Regions from separate parts of the Mus musculus genome. Here region 1 is linked to region 2. The links are chromatin contacts, called in public Hi-C maps. All regions are on one chromosome and are shown on one strand. Each heading gives the region's core, a stretch centred on a gene start, on an enhancer-like site or on the middle of the called end of the contact. The rest is flanking DNA. Distances are from core to core; before and after follow the strand shown. Region 1 overlaps Tnfrsf19 (tumor necrosis factor receptor superfamily, member 19). Region 2 overlaps Mipep (mitochondrial intermediate peptidase).

Region 1 (4,459 bases), core at 148-2,647, 210 kb before region 2:
GCTGTCCCCAGAATCTGTGAATTTGAACACAGAAGGCTGGCATCCAGTAAGGAGAGTGAAGCATGAGGCTCTGCAACCTGGTTGCTCCTTTATGTATGATTGGGCCTAGTGTAAAATGGAATATACACATATGTGTACACACGCGTACACACTTGCACATACATGCACACACACATGCATGCACACACATACATCATGAGCACATGCACATTTTAAGAGATGCTCATTGTATAAAAGTACCGTGAGTATACATGACACAGGAAACTATATGGCATGAACACATTGGTCACAATGCTACTTATGTGGTACAAACTGTGTAAAAGATCTCCCACGGTTAGAGGTGTCTTGCTGGTCTTTTTGTCCCCTTGGAGCATGCATCTGGTTCTTCGTGGTGGGAGGGGGTGGAATGTGGAGGGAATTGTCTCTGCAGGAGTCAGGAGTGACAGTGGGCTGTCTGCCTGAGCCTTGAAGTCAGTACAGCTGCAGGGTAGACGCTGGTGCCACATCTGTGAAACAGTCAAGCAGGTGACTCCGCAGAGTGAAGTCCAGTTGCACTGAATGGTGGTTGAGATGTTTTTGTTTTTTTTTTTGTTTTGTTTCTGTTTCTGTTTTTGTTTTTTGTTTTTTTGATGTAGAAAACTTGTAATGCATTTTAGGATGATGATTCCCCCCATAAGATGCTTTAGATAGAAAGAGGTACATCTCAAGTAAACTAGAAAAAGTTAGGATTCGATAACCTGAGCGTGTTCTCCAGGGAAGCCTCATTGTCCTCCCCCGTTCCCCACCCATGAGGTTTGAGCCCAGGGTTGTGCATAAGCTACGCAAGTTCTTTACAAGATGAAATTGCACTCAGGAGTTTACTATACTGTGTCAGCTGGCCTGAACACACAACCTTCCTGCCTCCACCACCCAAATATGTTATTAAAGTTTAATCAGGAGAGTTGATTTATTGGTCTGTAGAAAATCCAAAGTAATAATAGCCATCGGTATAATTTGTTTAATGGGTGCCCACTGTGCTTGATTTAGGCTTTATATGTTTTCCCACTTATTCTTCAGAACAACCCCGTAGGGCAGATATCACTATTCCCATCTCACCAGCAAGCAGACGGAGGATCCGAGTTCCCAGAATTACTTAGCCAGCAAGTGGCCGAGTTGGCGCACCAGCCCACACAGTGTTGGAGCCAACGTAGGAAATCGTGTTCATTTTGCTTCTTATTTCAATGCTGGCCTGAGAAGAAACGCCTCATGTCTTTTGAGTTAACACACTCGTTCTCCCTCCTCTCCTTCCCCCTCTTTCCGCCTCTCTCCCCTTCCTTTCTCCTCCCTCTTTTGTTGTGTCCTAACTTGTACATGGGTCCCTGACAGTCCTGGCTGCCAGGATCAAAGCCTGACTTTGAAACGCTCTGCTCGGGCTGGAGCCTTTGAGAAGCTTCTCATGTGAACAATGTGGCACCCGCCCCCGAAGGTCACGTGTGCAGCGCTTTGATCCCGGGAGGTGCTTGTGGGGGAGGCCCCTCTGTGCTCAAGGAAAGCCTTTGCAAGCTCCTCCTGGTGCTCTAAGCAGCAGAAGTGCTCAGCAAAAACACGAGTCTGTCCACAGTGCAGCCACAAGCCCCATACAAAGCAGCAAAGCCTGGAACAATGACCTCCTGCAAAGACCCCTCAGTCCAAAGAACTTCCTTCTGAATGCCTATCTTTATGATTGTTCTGATTTCAAGGAGGACAGATGGTCTTGCAAGCACTGAACTTTAAATGGTAGAATTATAAATAAATAAAAAAAAAATTTCAAAGCATCAGAGATGACCGCTGCTGGCCAGTAGACAATCTCTGTTAACAACTTTAAAGGAATTCTAACTTGTGAGCTAGTTCCTCAGATTATGGTGGGGTTTTTTGCATCCTTTTTGCCCTGTCTGGGCTTTATCCAGAACATCAGGTAGCCAAGGTACTCAAGATGAAGAGAGTGGTTGATCTATAGCCACCCCAAAACTATAAATCAAAACCAACTTGAGACTTTGCCTTACCCCAATTAGAATGGGGAGGTTTAATAATAACAACAAAATAACAAATGCTGACTGTTGGTGGGTGGGAGAAGAGCGCCCGTATTCGCTGCTGATGGGTATGCAAACTCATGTAGCGGTTATGGAAATCAGTGTGGCAGTTTCTCAAAAAAGCTAGAAATAGACCCACCGTATGATCCCACTACACTACTTTGGCGCACATACCCAAAGGGTGTCCTTCATCATCGACACTTGTTCAGTCAAGCTTACTGATGGCGCTTTCTATCCCTAACAGCCAGAGACTGGAGACAGCCTAACTGTCTATCAACTGAGGCATGAATACTGAAAATGTAGCACATTTAAACAATAAAATATTATTTTGCTTTTAAGAAAAATGAAAGTAGGGAAATGGAGGTAACTAGAAAACGGTCATCTGGAGTGAGGTAACCAAGATCCAGAAAAACAAACCTCTCATATTGTCTTTCATATACAGATGTTAGCTTTGAATCTGCAGATGTGGGTTTCATTTGGAATACGTGGCGGAAATCAATCTGGTACTGACTGGCAGAATTCAGACCTTCAGCCAGCTTTCGTGTTGCCAGAAGGTGTTCTGCATAATACCAGAGGAGAAAAGTAAGAAATCCTGTGAGATACCATAAAGTAACCACTTTCTTATTGAACTTAAGGCCTGTGTCGTGAGACAGAACCCATGCCTGGCACCATTATCAGGGCCATGAATCTGAAGCTAGATAGGTCATAGGCCCTAGAGAAGAACTTGCTACCATTATTCTGCTAAATGGACATAGTAGTAAAACAACTCCTAGCAACTTATGGCTATGCTCATAAGCCAGTTCCCCTTCCAAACCCCACCAAGTTTCTTTGTGAAGTAGATGGCAGTTAACGCAGAGACCCATAACTTGTCAGCATACATAATTAAGAGACTAGGGAGTATTAGCCTTACGTGGGACATCGATAGCTTCCCCTGTCTCTCAAGGCTCTGGGATCATCTTGGAAGAGGGGGTAGAAAGAGCCAGCGTTGATGGATGACTACGAGGAAGCACTGTGAGTTCAAGGGCAGTCTGGAGTGCTTAGTGAGATGCAGCCGGAAAATAAAACTAACCACTGGGCTGGAGACGTAGCTCTGTGATAAGTATTTACTTAACACATATGAGGTCCTAGCCTCCATCCCCACACTGGGAAGAGCCTGATGGACTTTCTATCTTTTCCCACTCTAACTATCTCTGAAGCATGTGCAGGCTTCATGTGAGGATGTGTGTACACTTGAGGATGTAGTGGCTAACACCGTAATCCCTGCAGGAAGCTGAGACAGGAAGCTGATTGGCTGTTAGAAGCGAAATTGGACTACAGTGGTAGCCTAAAGGGGAAGGTGATAATTAGTGAATTCTGGGATGATTCTGCCCATCCTGTATGGCTAGCTTCTATCACAGGCAGTCTGTCCTTGGGCTGGCTTGAGTTTTGTCATCAACCTTGTGTGTGTGTGTGTGTGTGTGTGTGTGTGTGTGTGTGTGTGTGCTAGACTTTAGGGTCAGAGATGCTGCTGCTCAGTTGGATAAATTCAATACAATAGGCTTAGCTGGATCCTGACTTGGCAGGGGCCAGGTGACAGTACTGAATGGTCAAAGGCGAGGTGATCATAGTTATTGTAATGACCAGCACAGACAAAGCAATGTCCATACTGGCCTGACACATAATGGGCAGAATGACTGTAATGGTGGTATAACTTGTAGGACCTTTGGTATTGGCTTGTCAATCATGGTGTTTCCAGGCATGAAATAAAGGAGAAGTCTACTGTATTTTTGTTTGATCTGTATAAGTGGGGGGAAAAAACCCTCAAACAAATGAAAGGTTACATTGTATCATGATAGAAGGGAATCTCAGTCTATAACCAGTTTCCAGACGTGACAAGTTTGCAGATCCAGAACTCTTTGATTGAAAGAATGGCCAGGATCCCCAAGGAAGGACATTGATAAAATACCCAAGAGTTTTACTGTTAGCCTTTCTCTGGCCTTCCCAAGAGGGACCTATAGCCTTTACAAGGATAACTGAACACTTGGTAGAAAGGAAACCATCAGATTTTCTGGGATTAAAGGCATGTGCCACCATGCCCGGCTAAGTTTAAGGTAGTTTTGGCTGAAGTCTGACTCACAATAGGTCCAGTGGCCTTTGAACTAATCCTGTGGTTATTTTCCCAGTCCCAGAATGAATAATTGGGTTAGATACACTTAGATGTTGGCAGAAATCTCACATTGGTTCCCCGACCTGTGGAGTAAGGGCTATTATGGTTGGAAAGGCTAAATGGAAGTCATTAAAGTTGCCTCTGCCTTGAAAAATAGTGAATTAAAAACACCATCAAGTCCCTGAAGGAGCTGGAGAAATTGGTGCCACCATCAAGGACTTGAGAGATACAGGGGTGTTGATTCCCATCACATCTGGCCAATGTA
Region 2 (4,601 bases), core at 1,984-4,483:
CTTCACAGACACCAGGCATGCACACACTTCATATACACATATGCAGACAAACAAGTCAACACATACAATAAACCTTTAAAAAATTTCAAAACAGAAATCTGACCCAACATGCTCCTATGGCTAAAAAATAAGTCAGCTTTGTGAGGCAGACAAGAGACCACAGGCCTGAATGTCCAAACCACAGCACACCTTCTCCAAACCATAGCGCACCATAGCGCACCTCTTCTAAACCATAGCGCACCTCTTGCCGGAACCCAGGCTATAAAAGGGCAAGGTGGCCACGCCTCCTCTGAGTGCTGGGAGAGAGATCACTGAAGGCAAAAACCGGAGGGAAGGGCAGAGACAGCAGCAAGGTACCGAGGAGACCACCACCAGGTATGGGGGTAGGAAGCGGAATGCAGTGTGCTATTATAAACACCAAGGCAGAGAATCCTTACAAGAATTCCAAATCCAGAAATCCACTGCATCCAAGTTCTCTGTATTTACCCCCAAGAGACATGCTGTATTGTGAGTTTGGTATCATTAGTGACATGGTCTCAAAATAAATGGTCTCAACAACATGTTGGGCAGGGAAGGTGGTGGTGCACACCTTTAATCCCAGCACTCAGGAGGCAGAGGCAGGGGATCTCTGTGAGTTCAAGGTCAGCCTGGTCTATAGATCGAGCTGCAGATAGCCAGAACTGCAGAAAAAGCCTGTCTCAAAAACAAAAACAAAAACAAAAACAAACAAACAAAAGAGCATTTTGGAAAGGTGTTGCTGAAGAAAGTGGGTTGCTGAAGAGAACTGGCTAAGTTCCAAGATGAGCACCTCAGGGGGACTGCTGCCCTCAACATCTTCTTGGGGAAGCATCTCTTGCCAACAGCTCTGACTCACATTTAAACTGACATTCTCAGTAAATTAAGTCTTAATTGGTAAAACAAACCTCTTTTTAAAAAATTTTAACTGTAGAAATTGAGGAGACATCTTAGATGGTGCACACATGTAGAGAGGACCCTAGGTGCATGACATGCCAGACAGGCATTTAAGAAGAGGCGATAAGGGATCCCTGGAGCCAGCTGGCTAGCTGGACTACCTGAATTGACAAGCCCTGGGTTCAAGTGTCTCAATGTATAGGGTAGAGACTGATAGAGGGCGCTCCCCACTGACGCAAGCGTCCACCTGCACACATGGTCAGATGGGAATACATGCAAACATAGACACGAACATAAAAACATACACTGCACACATAAGCTGGTTGTACAACTGAAATATTAAATAGAATTCAGACTAACCTTTCAGAGAGCTTTTCAGATAGCTTCTCAAGGAACTGCATGACAGTCTCTAGAGATGAAATCCAAAAGAAAACGCCTTCAATTACGTGAAATAACATGGACATATATGTTAAAACTGCAATGTGAGGGTTTTCACACATGTACTCTCCCCTAAAGTGATCATTTTCAAGGTAGGCAGAGTTATCTCTATATGACTGGAAAATGACCATTTATTTCTAGACACTGATTATCTCCTGGGAAAAACAAATTAAATTTACAGAGTACTATACTAGTCTAAAGCCTTAGACTACAATCAATGTTAAGAGCATGGACGGAAGGCAAAAGGAAAACAACCTGAAAGGATATCACAAAGCCCATTTGCCCCCACTCAAGGACCCCATTTGTCTCCATTTTGAGGACCAGGCCTGATTTAAAAAGAGACCATAAGGCACTAGCTTCAGGAATAGACCGTAAGTCCCAGAAACTAGATCATAAGAACAGCTCTAGGAAGAGACCATAAAATCCAGAACAAGCAGAAAACCCCTTCCCGAAGAACAGCCTGGGGATAACCACAGAGATGGGGAAATAGCTTATCTCAGAATGGGCCATCTGTGCTGGGCAGCCCTATGTTATCACATGGTTGAACATTTGTGACATAGAAATACAGACCACCGACCACACATGATTTAACATCCATGACACAGGAATGTAGTCCACTCCACTGAGTACCTGTGACCCCCCCTGCCCCCCGAGCACTCACTAATGAAATCCTTCTAGAGAGTTTCCCCAGTTCCCTCTAAGAAGGCCTATGTGCCTTTATCTGGAGTCGCCATTTCAAAGAATGGTTGACCTCCGTATGCTGGTTGCTTCTACAGAATAAACACTCTTTTGCATACTATCTGAATGGGCAGGGAGGAGTCCTTACCACTGCTGGTGCTGTAAACTGGTGTGACTCTAGACATCAGCAGTGGAGGGACCTCAAAACCTAAGAGAACCACCAGTAGGCCCAGCACACCTGTCTTGTGTGCTATCCAGCATAGTCAGTGAGCGTTCCACAGCAATTATAGCCAAATTACAGGAACCGTCTAGATGCCAATCAATAGATGAAATAATAAAGAAATAAGAGAGAAAGAAATACAGACAGACAGACAGACAGACAGAGAAAACTCAGGCATAAAGAATTAACTTATGTCATCTTCAGGAAACTGGATGGAACTGGAGATAAGTCATTTAAAATTTTAACTTCTTCTTTGAGAATTTAACACATATAAACAATGTATTTTGATCAGAGCCAACTCCACTCCCCACTCTGACTTCTCCTAGGTACCCCCAGCCCCAAGAATGTCCTCAAATCGTGTTATTAAGCAAAGTAACTGTAGACATACATGAACACAGAAAGGAGGATTATCTGAAAAGAGTTAGGGAGCTCACAGTAAGGGGGAGGGGCACAGGAGAGGGTAACAGGAAATGAAGAGGGTCAAAGTTCATGACATTTAAACAAAACAAGCCTCTGAAACTATCACCTTAAATAATATACACCGATAAAGACATAAATGATATCAGCAAGGTTTAGAAAAATGGTTCTCCAAAAAGCCAAGTTTCCCTGGGTCACTGCTCTTCATTTACAGACAGCTGTAAATAACCTACCCAGGATCTACATCAAGCATAACTAAACAAGGTCTTCCGATCGGCCTCCAGTGCTCATTGCAGTTCTTCCACCACAGTCAGCAGCAGTGGGGACCCATGAGGTCAAACAGCAGAGCCCCTCGGTTCCCATGGAAGTAACCCATGCTGCCTTCTGCCCTCAGAGCCCGAGCAATGCTTTTATGTGTGTTCCAGTCAGCCACAAACACAGCCTTTATATTTTCCAGATGATCCTCTCTACGGGTTTAATTTCCTGCCCTCTCTTTAAGCTATCTCCTTTCTGACTCAAACGAGAGGCTACACAGAGAGTGGGGCTGACCTACACCGCAACCAGCTCCCTGCCCTGTCATCTTCACGGTCTCACACTCACTCTCCCGGGTGCCAAGTTAACCGCGTCAGACTCTGAAAAGGAGACAAGAGCCTGCATCCGAAGCTCAAAGCTCTCCCACATCTCAGCTACCACAGACAACAGTTCCAAATAAACTTCCCCATATGCGTTTGATTTCCACACCGTCATGTTTTACTCAGTCACCCATATTTTTTCCTGGTGATATGTGAAGAGTCTGGAAACAGTATATTAAAAAGACTGATGGAGGAGATGACATAGTTAGTAAAGTGCTTGCCATGTGGGTATGAGGACCTGAGTCCCAGCCTCCACATCACACAGGAAACACACACACACACACACACACACACACACACACACAGAGAGAGAGAGAGAGAGAAAGAGAGAGAGAGAGAGAGAGAGAGAGAGAGAGAGAGAGAGAGAGAGATGCAGCAGCACTCGCCTACAACCCCAGCACTGGGAATTGAAGGCATGAGGTTCCTTGGGGATTGCAGGCCCGACAGTCCAGCCCAACTGGGTCTAGGTTCAAGGAAAAGACCACGTCTCAAAAAATAAAGTGGAGAACAACTGAGGAAAACACCAAGCATCTACCTCAGGCCTCCACATACATGTGTGTGTGTGTGTATGTGTGTGTGTGTGTGTGTGTGTTCACAAATATACACCATTGAATGTGAGACTCCCTAAAAATAAACCCGATGCCCGCTCACTACGTGGCTGTCTCTGACTCACCACCAATTGGATGGCCACTGTAAGCGCAGTCCCTCTCCTGCCCTGCTCTGTGAAAGCCCACCATTTCTTCAATGTCATCACTGTCCTGAAACTCACAAGCCATCTAATCAGTTGACAAACAGCCACCTGCTAAATTAATACTGTTGTCTCTACTAATCATTTGGCTGTAAACTTTAATCCTCAAGGACACAGGTCACATCTCCTGTGACTGTGTACAGCAGTTTCTCCCAAAATGTCACCATACCAACCACTTGGCAGGCAGGCACCTGCTTGCCACAGATAGGTTCTGATTTTAGCTGCTGTGAGTCCCATGAACTCTAATAAGCCCAGCAGGGCCAACGGCCAGTCCCCAGTCCTCTCCTCACTGCCCTGCCACTGGATTCAAGTCAGGGTGTCCCTCTGCTCTCCTTAGAAGAACAAACTCCACTTCCTTTTCTTAGCCACTGTTCTACCACTCCTCAGAGCACTCCTGGTTCTTCCTTGCAGCCTGACCTCAAAGCTGCCCCGAGCCAGTTCCTTCTGTTCCTCCTGCACATACCCCTTAGTGACCTCATGCAGTCCCATGCCTTTGAGTAAATATTTCAACTTTACATTTGTATCTCAGAGCCCTCAGCCCACGGCCATGTGTCTA

The links. A called contact is a pair of places that touch in the nucleus more often than the background predicts.
Region 1: a contact with region 2 is called in a Hi-C map of uterus, with 2.1 times the contacts expected there. The contact joins two enhancer-like sites. A contact is called at or near these places in 7 of 484 Hi-C or Micro-C datasets (cerebral cortex, embryonic fibroblasts, embryonic stem cells and 4 more), 4 of 115 datasets of contacts at active chromatin or transcription factors (astrocytes, embryonic stem cells and neural tube) and 3 of 9 other capture datasets (embryonic stem cells, embryonic tail and embryonic trunk).

The regions. Positions count from the first base shown.
Region 1 is chr14:61,009,564-61,014,022 of GRCm38.p6, reverse strand. All of the region lies in intron 3 of Tnfrsf19 (tumor necrosis factor receptor superfamily, member 19), which reads left to right. Among named protein-coding and RNA genes, the nearest start is that of Gm41167, 26 kb to the left of the region's middle. Within about 2 kb of position 1,397, at least 149 of the 459 cell types and tissues checked have an H3K27ac peak or open chromatin away from gene starts, as enhancers often do. A contact at or near this core is called in uterus, where this site is marked.
Region 2 is chr14:60,805,688-60,810,288 of GRCm38.p6, reverse strand. It overlaps Mipep (mitochondrial intermediate peptidase), which reads right to left. Exons shown (of 19, transcript NM_027436.3): 8 at 1,273-1,321. Among named protein-coding and RNA genes, the nearest start is that of Mipep, 23 kb to the right of the region's middle. Within about 2 kb of position 3,233, at least 29 of the 459 cell types and tissues checked have an H3K27ac peak or open chromatin away from gene starts, as enhancers often do. A contact at or near this core is called in uterus, where this site is marked.